Regions from separate parts of the Rattus norvegicus genome. Here region 1 is linked to region 2. A link is a contact called in public Hi-C data. All regions are on one chromosome and are shown on one strand. Each heading gives the region's core, a stretch centred on a gene start, on an enhancer-like site or on the middle of the called end of the contact. The rest is flanking DNA. Distances are from core to core; before and after follow the strand shown. Region 1 has its middle 510 kb from the start of Gramd2b. Region 2 holds the start of Zfp608 (zinc finger protein 608).

What was found. A called contact is a pair of places that touch in the nucleus more often than the background predicts.
Region 1: a Hi-C map of psoas muscle shows a contact between it and region 2, with 2.8 times the contacts expected there. The contact joins the enhancer-like site here to the promoter of Zfp608 in region 2. A contact is called at or near these places in 2 of 12 Hi-C or Micro-C datasets (Schwann cells and psoas muscle) and 1 of 1 datasets of contacts at active chromatin or transcription factors (oligodendrocytes).

Annotation. Positions count from the first base shown.
Region 1 is chr18:51,573,176-51,577,733 of GRCr8, forward strand. No RefSeq gene overlaps it. Among named protein-coding and RNA genes, the nearest start is that of Gramd2b, 510 kb to the right of the region's middle. Within about 2 kb of position 2,841, at least 3 of the 93 cell types and tissues checked have an H3K27ac peak or open chromatin away from gene starts, as enhancers often do.
Region 2 is chr18:50,605,741-50,610,413 of GRCr8, forward strand. Zfp608 (zinc finger protein 608) reads right to left here and starts at 2,882. Exons shown (of 10, transcript NM_001107378.2): 1 at 2,521-2,882; 2 at 354-1,439. The coding sequence starts at 1,256. It overlaps LOC108348794 (a long non-coding RNA gene), which reads left to right and starts at 2,948. Exons shown (of 5, transcript XR_005496361.2): 1 at 2,948-3,040.

The DNA.
Region 1 (4,558 bases), core at 1,591-4,090, 970 kb after region 2:
AAAGTCAATGGTGTTCTTAGAATGACTCACTTTCTTCTCATGAAATTTAAAATATAAAGGAAGGTCATGCTAGCAGTCATAGATTTCCTGGTATCTTTAGAATATTTATTTCTTATCAAAGAGAATTATGATGAATCATGACGTTCATGAACTTATTTATGCCTGTGTAAGGAAAATTAGGAATAATATGCAGAATAGGAGACAGTAAGTGGCATCCACACTTCAGACAGAAACTTAATATCCAGAATGTCAGGTCACTAAAAAAAGGCTCATTAGGAAAGAACACATAGCTCAATTAACAATGACCAAATTTAAGTGGATAGTTATAAGAGAGAGAGAGAGAGAGAGAGAGAGAGAGAGAGAGAGAGAGAGAGAAGAGAGAGAGAGAGAGAGAGAGAGAGAGAGAGAGAGAGAGAGAGAGAGAATGAGGAAAACAGAAGAGGGGGAAGATATATAAAAAGCCAAGAGGTGTATAAAAATATTCAGCATTAGTGACTCAGAGAAAGACAAATGCAAACCAAGCTGAGCATGCCTCGTCTCAGTAAAGATGGTTATTGTCAAAAAGACTAAAGAAGGCTGAGGAGATGGCTTGTCAGGAAAAGCACTCACTGCAAAAACATGAGTGAAAAACCAGTTGGCTTTTCAAACACAGTAGAGAATAACTGGAGATTCTACCTCAGAGTTGGATGGTGAAAACCAACACGTAAAGTTGCCTTCTCATGCCTGCATGTCATGGTATTTGAGTGCCAGCACTCACATGCAGGTACACACACACACACACACGGACACATAGAGAGAGAGAGAGAGAGAGAGAGAGAGAGAGAGAGAGAGAGAGAGAGAGAGAGAGACAGACAGACAGACAGACAGACAGACAGACAATAAATGCTGAAAGGTAACAGGTGGCGGTCACAATGTGAGAAAGGGACTTTTGTACACTGGTGGTAAGAACAGAAGTTAGTTCAACCTTGTTTAAAAGGTATGAAGTTCCCTTAAAAATTAAAACTGGATCTAGATCATTGGACCCAGAAATCCCACTACTAGCTATGTATAGACAAATGAAAACAAATCAATATGGCAGAGAGACCACCTCACTTAACATTTTTAGAACTATTGACAATAGCCAAGTTATAAAATCAAACTAAATACGAACAACACTTGCACTGATAAATAGAACGTGGTGCATAAGCACCACAGAGCTCAACTCAGACAAGAGAATAAAATCCTACCACTTGGAACAGTGTGGGTTAAGTTGGAGCCTTTCTGTTTAAGCCCGGCAGCAAGACATAACCCATATATTCTCACCCATATATGTTATCTGAACAACTTATCCTCACGGCAGGTGAAAGGAGTGTGGCTGTATTAGACATAGAGAGAAGTTACAAAGTAAATTTTAATTAAAAAATGAATTAACAAATTTCTGAATGTAAGACAAAATTTCTGTCAGTGATTTCCAATCACCCTAACTGAAATCAGTTTGTTTTCTGTTCCTTTTCCATTCTTGATTGAAAAAAAAATCCTAAAATTGGGGCTGGGAAGACCACTCAGTAGTTCAGGACATATACTGTCCTTCCAAAGGGCCTGAGTTCAATTCCCAGCACCCATGTGAGGCAGTTAACATCTTTCTGGAACTTCAGCTCCAAGGGAATCCAATGCCTCTGGCTTTTACAGTCACCTGTAATCACATGCACACACACATCCACACACAAATATATGCATAATATTAAAAATAGAAATAAAAGAATTAGAAGAACTAACTAAAAACATTGAGCAATGTCCATTAAGCATTAACTGAATAAGCTTAGTTAATAATCTTGAAATATTGGTACTGCTTAAATATAATACCAATTTATATATTTTTATATTGAACAAGATTGAGAAAAAACTAGAATAATATGAATCTTTTGAATGGAAAATCTAGAGGTTCTTTTTATATTCATTTTTGTATTAACTGAGGAGAAACAGGAAGCAACTTTGGTCTTCATACTTTCTAGACTGTAAGAATTCTCTGCAATATTTTGCAGCAAACACTGAGACTATTTTTCTTCAGGAGACTCTGTCATCATTGTGAGATGATGACACAGGCAGAGCTCAAGTGATGTGTTCTGCAACGCTATAGCATTGTGACATGGTCCACTGAGTTCACTGACTGTCAGCAGGACATATTCAGCACTTGGAAGATAAAACTGACACCTGTCACCAAAGCTGGGAGGAAACCCTCCCAAACTCGTGGTGTGTGTTCCTGAAGCTCCAGATTTCTGTTTCACTGAAACTCTTCTCTTTCTGTCTTGAGGATCCAACCCAGTCTTGCATAATCTAGACGCTCTAGCTCTTACTCTAGACTTTTACTAAGGAACATAAATTTCTTCAAAAGGTCATGTACTTATTTGGTTTAAAATAATAGTAGTCTACTCATGAAAAATATATATATAGCTTAACCATTATGAACTAGAGCCTTTTACTTAGTTACAAGCCAACATTGGAAGCATTTCTAGAACCAGCCCTGTTCAACATTTCCATGTAAGGATGGGTCCTTCCATTTCTTTGAAGATATAAAATCAAATAAATCAAATTAATACTGAAAGATTTGTCTGAAAGGTGTAGCACATCCCACAAGACCATTATCACTGTGATATTTCTTTCCCCTTGACCTTGTAAGAAATGAAAGTTCCCGTAGGCTTCATGGCTGCTTTGTTATAGTTCACAAACAACACTACCCTTTCCAGTACCTATTCAGTCAAACACTAACAGGCAGGCACTACAAGTGAGAGAAGATATAAGCTCACACAGCTGCCGTCTGAGCAGTATAGAGCATTACAAATGAGCAACACCATGTTCTTATGCACTGTGCTCTGGTGGTACAAAAGCCAAATGCTATTTTCAACACAGTAAGAACTCTGACATGTCCTAAGAGACAGGATCCTGCCAGAAATAGGATTATGAAACTGCATCCTAAAATTCCAAATCATCCAGAGTAAATCCCTTTCTCTCGAGAAGTACAAATGTGAAAGATTTGGGTATTAGTAATGGAAAATAGTTTTTATAATCCCCTCCGGCCTAAATTTTTGAAATTATGAGACCTTTATGCTAAAAGTGGTAGGCAGTGTTAATATAACAAGGACAATGCCTGGATAGGTAGCTTAGAGGTTAAGAGCACACTACAGAAAACTCGAGTTTGAGTTCCAGTACCCATGCTGTGTCCTTTTCTCTATTCTTGCAATTATGCCCACATTTTATTATTAGCCACTTTTACTAGAATATAAACTCCACAAATGCAGGGACCTTTGTCTGTTTCATTCACTGGCCTGTTCCACTAGAACAGTGTGAGCAGTAAATAGCTACTCTCCAAGGTTTGTTCAACTGTTGAACTGAATGTGTCTCTGTAGCTGATTTCTGTGCTACACATTACTTTTGCTATCCAATGACATAGCAGTTTATAATTTTTACCTGATTACATTACTTATTTCCTATTTACATCCATTTTCAAAAACTAAAATGCAAAAGGATATGTTCCTCAATATCTTTAGAGAAGAAAATGATGATATAATTTGATAGCAGGAGTATGTCATTAAATTTATTTTCTATTTTATTATTAAACAGATTCCAAACAAAAATGGTACCCCCTAAATAAAGCAGACTCAAAAACTATACACCTCAGTGAGCTTCAGAATAGTTACAGGAGCCTTTAAAATTGGAAGCTGAGGCGCTTCGTGTTACATTTTGCACCTTCACTATTGGATCTATCTTACGAACCATCCTCCACCACAGTGAAAAATAACCCATGACAGAGTTAGAACTAGAAAAACACTCAGCTTTACATCCTTCTCCATAACCTGTGCCTATTACCTGTGCTCGGTCCTTCCCTTTCTTCTAATACATTACTGTGGTTTAATTTTCATGTTATACCCCACACATATGTCTATCTGTGCAGAGGATGTGCAGAGGCCACTCTAGTAGTACATCAAATTTGTTTGGCCTCAGACAATGTCCTGAGCATGCATTTGTATGTGTGGGTACCAACCTCACCAAAGCTAAGCCCACTCATCTGATTTCAGACATATCTAAAACTACCTCCGGATGTTCATCAACTCTAATTGGAAGCTTGAACCTGGAAGAACGAGGCCTGAAAATAAGGTGAACTAAGGAACCATGCGTTAGCCACCTCTAGTCAGAGCATCAGGCAAGTTGTACTCCTGAGGGTTAAGAAGAATCACCAGACCGTTCTTGTTCAATCACAAAAACAATCCACACGTGGCAAAAACATGTTTTTCCATAACAACAGCTGGAGTAAACTCACTCCTCTCCACCACAACTGGAAGGAGCACAAAAGCATATTCCAAGAACAATTCCATGTTTTTAAAGAAACCAAGGTCATGAGACTCCTGTTTTCTGATGTTTTCCATCAAGCACTAAGAATTCCCCTTGCACAACTCATTTCTTGGACACCATTCAGACAAGCAGATATCCAGCTGCACTATCTGTAGTAGTTCTTTCCTTTGGCTTCCTTACAGTCCTAGGGATTGAACCTAGCCCCACCCCTGAATCTTTACAGACAGAATCT
Region 2 (4,673 bases), core at 1,632-4,131:
AACCAGGACGAAACTCAAGGTAGTGCCGCAGCAGGTTTTCTGGTCAAAGCACACACGGACAACTTGCTGACTGCCCAGGAGCTCTTTACAAGGCAAAAAGGCACTTGGGACATTCAGAGCCTCCCCACCCCATGACCTTTCAAACGTTGGCACCACAAACAGCAGAAGCAGCAGCAGCAGAAGCAAGCAAGAGCCAAACACTGCACTCAGGATAGCATCCATAAAGGGTGAACGTCATAGAAATCTCACAGAGAACCCGAAAGCGCTAGGAAGTGTAAGACACCCGGAGGCACATCCCACAACCCCAAACAAACGCACAGAGTGGGGCACACAAGAAGACGACCGTATCCTACCTTCTCGGTTTTCAGTTTCTTAATTCGTCTGTGGCTCTCCTCCTCCTCTTCTTCCTTCTTGACCAGCATAGAGTTTCCCATGAGCGTTGAATCCGGAGCAGTTTTAGTAACTTCCCCTGCAGCTCCGACGCTGCCACTCCCAGCGCCCCCACAGTGAAAGGGGCTCGCGCCACTTCCATTGCTCTTGGCCCCAAAGCCATAGAGGTGACCACCACCGGAGGGGCCCTGGCCTCCTCCGCCATTCTGGTGGCCCTGCAGCACGTCGTGCTTGTCTTTCCGGGATCTCGCAGCATCCTTATCCCGCTTGGCGCCTCGGCTACTGTGGCTTTTCCCTGGCTTCTCTTCCTTGCTTTTCCCACAGGAGCCTGCCCCCGCGGTGGCAGCCGAGGTCCCGGTGCTGGTACCGTTGCTGTTTGGGTTGCCGCCGCCGCCGCCGCTCACACTTTGACCCAGCGCTGAATTCATGCCAGTAGCCTCTCCAGGGCGCCCTTGGACTTCCTGCCTCTTGCCAGTGCTGATCTCGGGAATTCCATACAAGGCAGCAGAAGGCAGAGATTTATTAGCATCCTTAGAAGTTTTAGCCCTTTTCACTTTTGATTTGCTGGTCTCTTTGTGTGAATTCCCCTGGGGAGCGGAGGGCTGAACAGAAGCAAATTTTAGGCCATCAGCTAAGGCTGAGGTAGCACAGGTCCCATTGGAGGCCGGACCTCCACAATCCTTAGTGTTGTTGGTAGTGGTGTTGGTGGAATTATTCATCTCAAATTTCTGTCTGTCCTTTTCCAAATCGGCGTCCAAATCAATGATTAAATTTCCAACCCCGATTTCCCAATCATCGCCACTGTCATAAGTATCAACTGTATTTGGATCCACACCTTTTCCTGCAGTCGAAACGTTCACGGACATCCTGAAGATGAGCTCTCGAGATTAAAAATCCAATGAACTTTCCTTGAGAGATGAGGGGACATTCGTTTAGCTCCTCTGGGCTTTCTTTTAAAGAAAAAAAAATTCTTCCAATTTTCCTCTTCTTTTTCCTGCCCCAAAAATGTGTCCGGGATCTCACTCCCTCCACTCTAGGTCCACCTTCTCCTGTAGAGGGGGGAAAAAGTCGAATATTTCTTGTCTGGGTATTACCGGAATAGAAAACCATTAATACTGGGGAGTGAGTAAGGGACACAAGGAAGGACAGAGAGGAGGGGGCTCATTATCGTTTTCAGAGTCCAATACCAGGTTTAAAGGAAAACTGGCAGACTTGAAAACCACCCCCCTGACAATAAACATCTTACAGTAGCTAAAACGAAAATCCCTCTAAACAGCAGGGGGATAGCCAGTTCTTTAAAAGCATTAAAATATCTCCAAGGATCTGATTCAAGCCCAGAAAGGTTTTTGTGGCTTTTTTTTTTAAGTTGAACATTTTTATTTTTTTGCCTGGCACACGTGCTATTTCAACCCCAGGAAAAGATCCTGGACATTCATACAAGAAAAACACCCTGTTCAACATCCCCTAAACATGTCCTGGGTCTTGCAATGTAAAAACAAAACAAAACATACAAAAAAACAAAAACAAAAAGAGGCCCTCAAAGTTCTCTAGGACTAGTATTCAAAATGTCACTAAGTTTTCCTTATTTCTAATTCTAATACTTCTTACAAATTGTCTAGACAACCTAGGTTTTGTTCTCCACAAGAAACAGAAAAACAACAGTAGTTCCCCTCACACACACATACCCACCACCCTCCTTCCTGAGCAGCTACACAATTCTTCATGAAATATGCACAGACCTCTTTAAGAGTATTTTTCTCAGTAAAAAGACAGTGTGAGAGGAAAGGTTAAATATCTGTCTTCTGGAGAAAAAAAGAAAAATCCATCTAAATAATTTTGCCATACCCCTGGGTCACAGAACTGCTCAGTCAGTTAAATATGGTGCTACTGTCTGTAGGGAAACTGATTAAGACGTACACTTTAAGTGATCTGCGCCAAGGTGGCCTCAGTGACCACAAATGAGTGTGTGTTTGACAAAGAGCAGTTAAAACAGTTTTTTAAAGGGATCAGTCCCCTTTTAACAGTTGATTGTCAAGAAAATAAATAAATATACAGAGAAAGACATACAGAGGCACGCAGAGAGAGAGAGAGAGAGAGAGAGAGAGAGAGAGAGAGAGAGAGAATGCTTACCTTTAAATCCTTTATCATTTTTTTAATTAGGCCCGCAAATAAAAAAAAAAAACATTTCTCAGTCCACTAGGCACACAACCGTGTGCTTCATTTTACTTAAACACCAAATGATCAAAAAGGAAGAAAGCAAGTAACACATCCCAGCCAAAATAATCACTCAGTAACATTATTCCACTTCCCCATCCCCCTTTTGGCAAAAAGCTCTGGAGTCCTTTTCTCCTTAAAAAAAAAAAAAAAAAAAAAATGTGTCACTGTGCAGCTGAGAGATGCTTCACATTCGCAACCCAAGCACCGAAGGGTGTTTTTCCTCTTAACAAGCATTCAGAATAATAGGGTGTTGAGAGAGAGGGAGAGGAGAGGGGGAGGGGAGGGGAGGGAAAGGAAGGAGGGAGAGAGAGAGAGAGAGAGAGAGAGAGAGAGAGAGAGAGAGAGAGAGAGAGAGAGAGAGAGAATTAGAGAAAAAACTTTTCCGAACTTCTCATTCCGCTTTCGGTTGCAGACTTCAGAGTCACCGTGATCAGTAAGTAATGATCTCATGTAGCAAACCTACAGGCGTCCTCTAGTAACGAGACAGAATGTGCTAACATCGGGATAAATTAGTGAAAGGGAAGAAAGAATAAGAAGAAAGGACTGAAAATCTGGGCTGGATTCCGCCTGTTAGTCGGGAAGTGGCATTTTTCCGCTCGTCCTGACATTTGATTTCTCCAACTAACTTAAGGAGGGGGTGAAAGGATGGGGAGGAGGAGGAGGAGGAAGAAAGGGTGGGATGAGGCGCTGGGCTGGAGGAGAAAAAGAAAGGTGTGGAGGAGGAGGGAGCAGACTGTGCAGGGAGCTGATAAACCAGTTAGAGCAGCTTTCGCCCGGGGCGGGGGGCGGTGGAGCGGGGAAAATAACGGCGTCTAAAAGGGGCTGCCTTGGAAACCTGAAGGATGTGATGTTTTCCTGTTTTATGTTGTTTTTGAGAAAAAAAGAACCGAGTTCTTAGAATAGTCCCCGAGGAGGGGTTAAAATCCTCCGCCGCGCAAGCCGATCTGTCATGTGGTAATTCGATAATTAGAGTCAAAAAGGTTTTTTTTTTTTTTAAGGCGACCTTTCTCCAGGACAATTTCTCTTTCTCTACACGCAGCAAACAGTGCGTCTCTATTTTTTTTTTCCTCCTCTCTCCACCTCTCGCCCACCCCCTCCTGTGTTTAGTCAGATGGCCTCGGAGCTTGGCTTAGTATTTTTAATTAGCTGGCGTTTGGAAGCTAAAAGCAGTAATGAATTGTTGATGGATTGGAAGTGGAGAGTCGCTTTGCTGGAAATGTCGGGGCTGGGAGAGGGGGATGGGCGCGTTAGCAACACCAACCATCTAAAAGGAGCGGTTTTGTTACAGTGCAAGCCTTTCACATCACGTGAGGATCAAGGGCTCAATTGGTTGTCGTGAGAACAAAAATGGTGACAAGCGTATCAAGAAAATACTGATCTGGTCTTTTAAAAAAAAAAAAGCTGAAGGTTTCTCCCTTCCCCCTGCAACCCCCTCTCCCCCCGCACGCCCTACAGTGGGCGAAGCTACAAGTTATGAATGTGAAACATTTCTCAGCCATCTCGGAAGTTCGGAAGGAGGGAAATGTAATGGCCACAAGAGCAAAGCAGATGTTTTAAAGAAACAGCTTATAAACCTTTCCTCAACTGATCTCCAATTTGTCGGCTTTCCCAAGGGGCCAAAGCGGAGGACGCCTGGGGGGAGGGCAGAGTACCTCGGAGCTGCTGGGATTTTAGGAAACACCCCCCCACCATGTATTAAACAAAGAAAAACATTTTGCTAGCTCCCAAACAGGGACTTGTAATAAACACACCATTGTTACTATTTGTGGGTTTGTTTGGGTTGGGTGGGGCTCCCCCCCACACACACACCTTCTCTTAATGTTTTTTTTTCTTCTTGCCCCCCCCCCTTTTTTAAGAAGGTGGAAAATGGTAGTTACAGTCATTACATGTAATGGATGAATATTCCCTAGTTTACTATTAAATTACTGAGCAGGGGGATGTGACAGGAGAGAAATCAGCTTGTTCTACCCGGGTTCCCATTTGCCTGGCTCGGTCTGGGCGGGGGTCAGCTCAGCTCCGGTAGAAGAGGAAAGGAGGGGGAAGGTGCGCAGGAGACCTGACAGGGA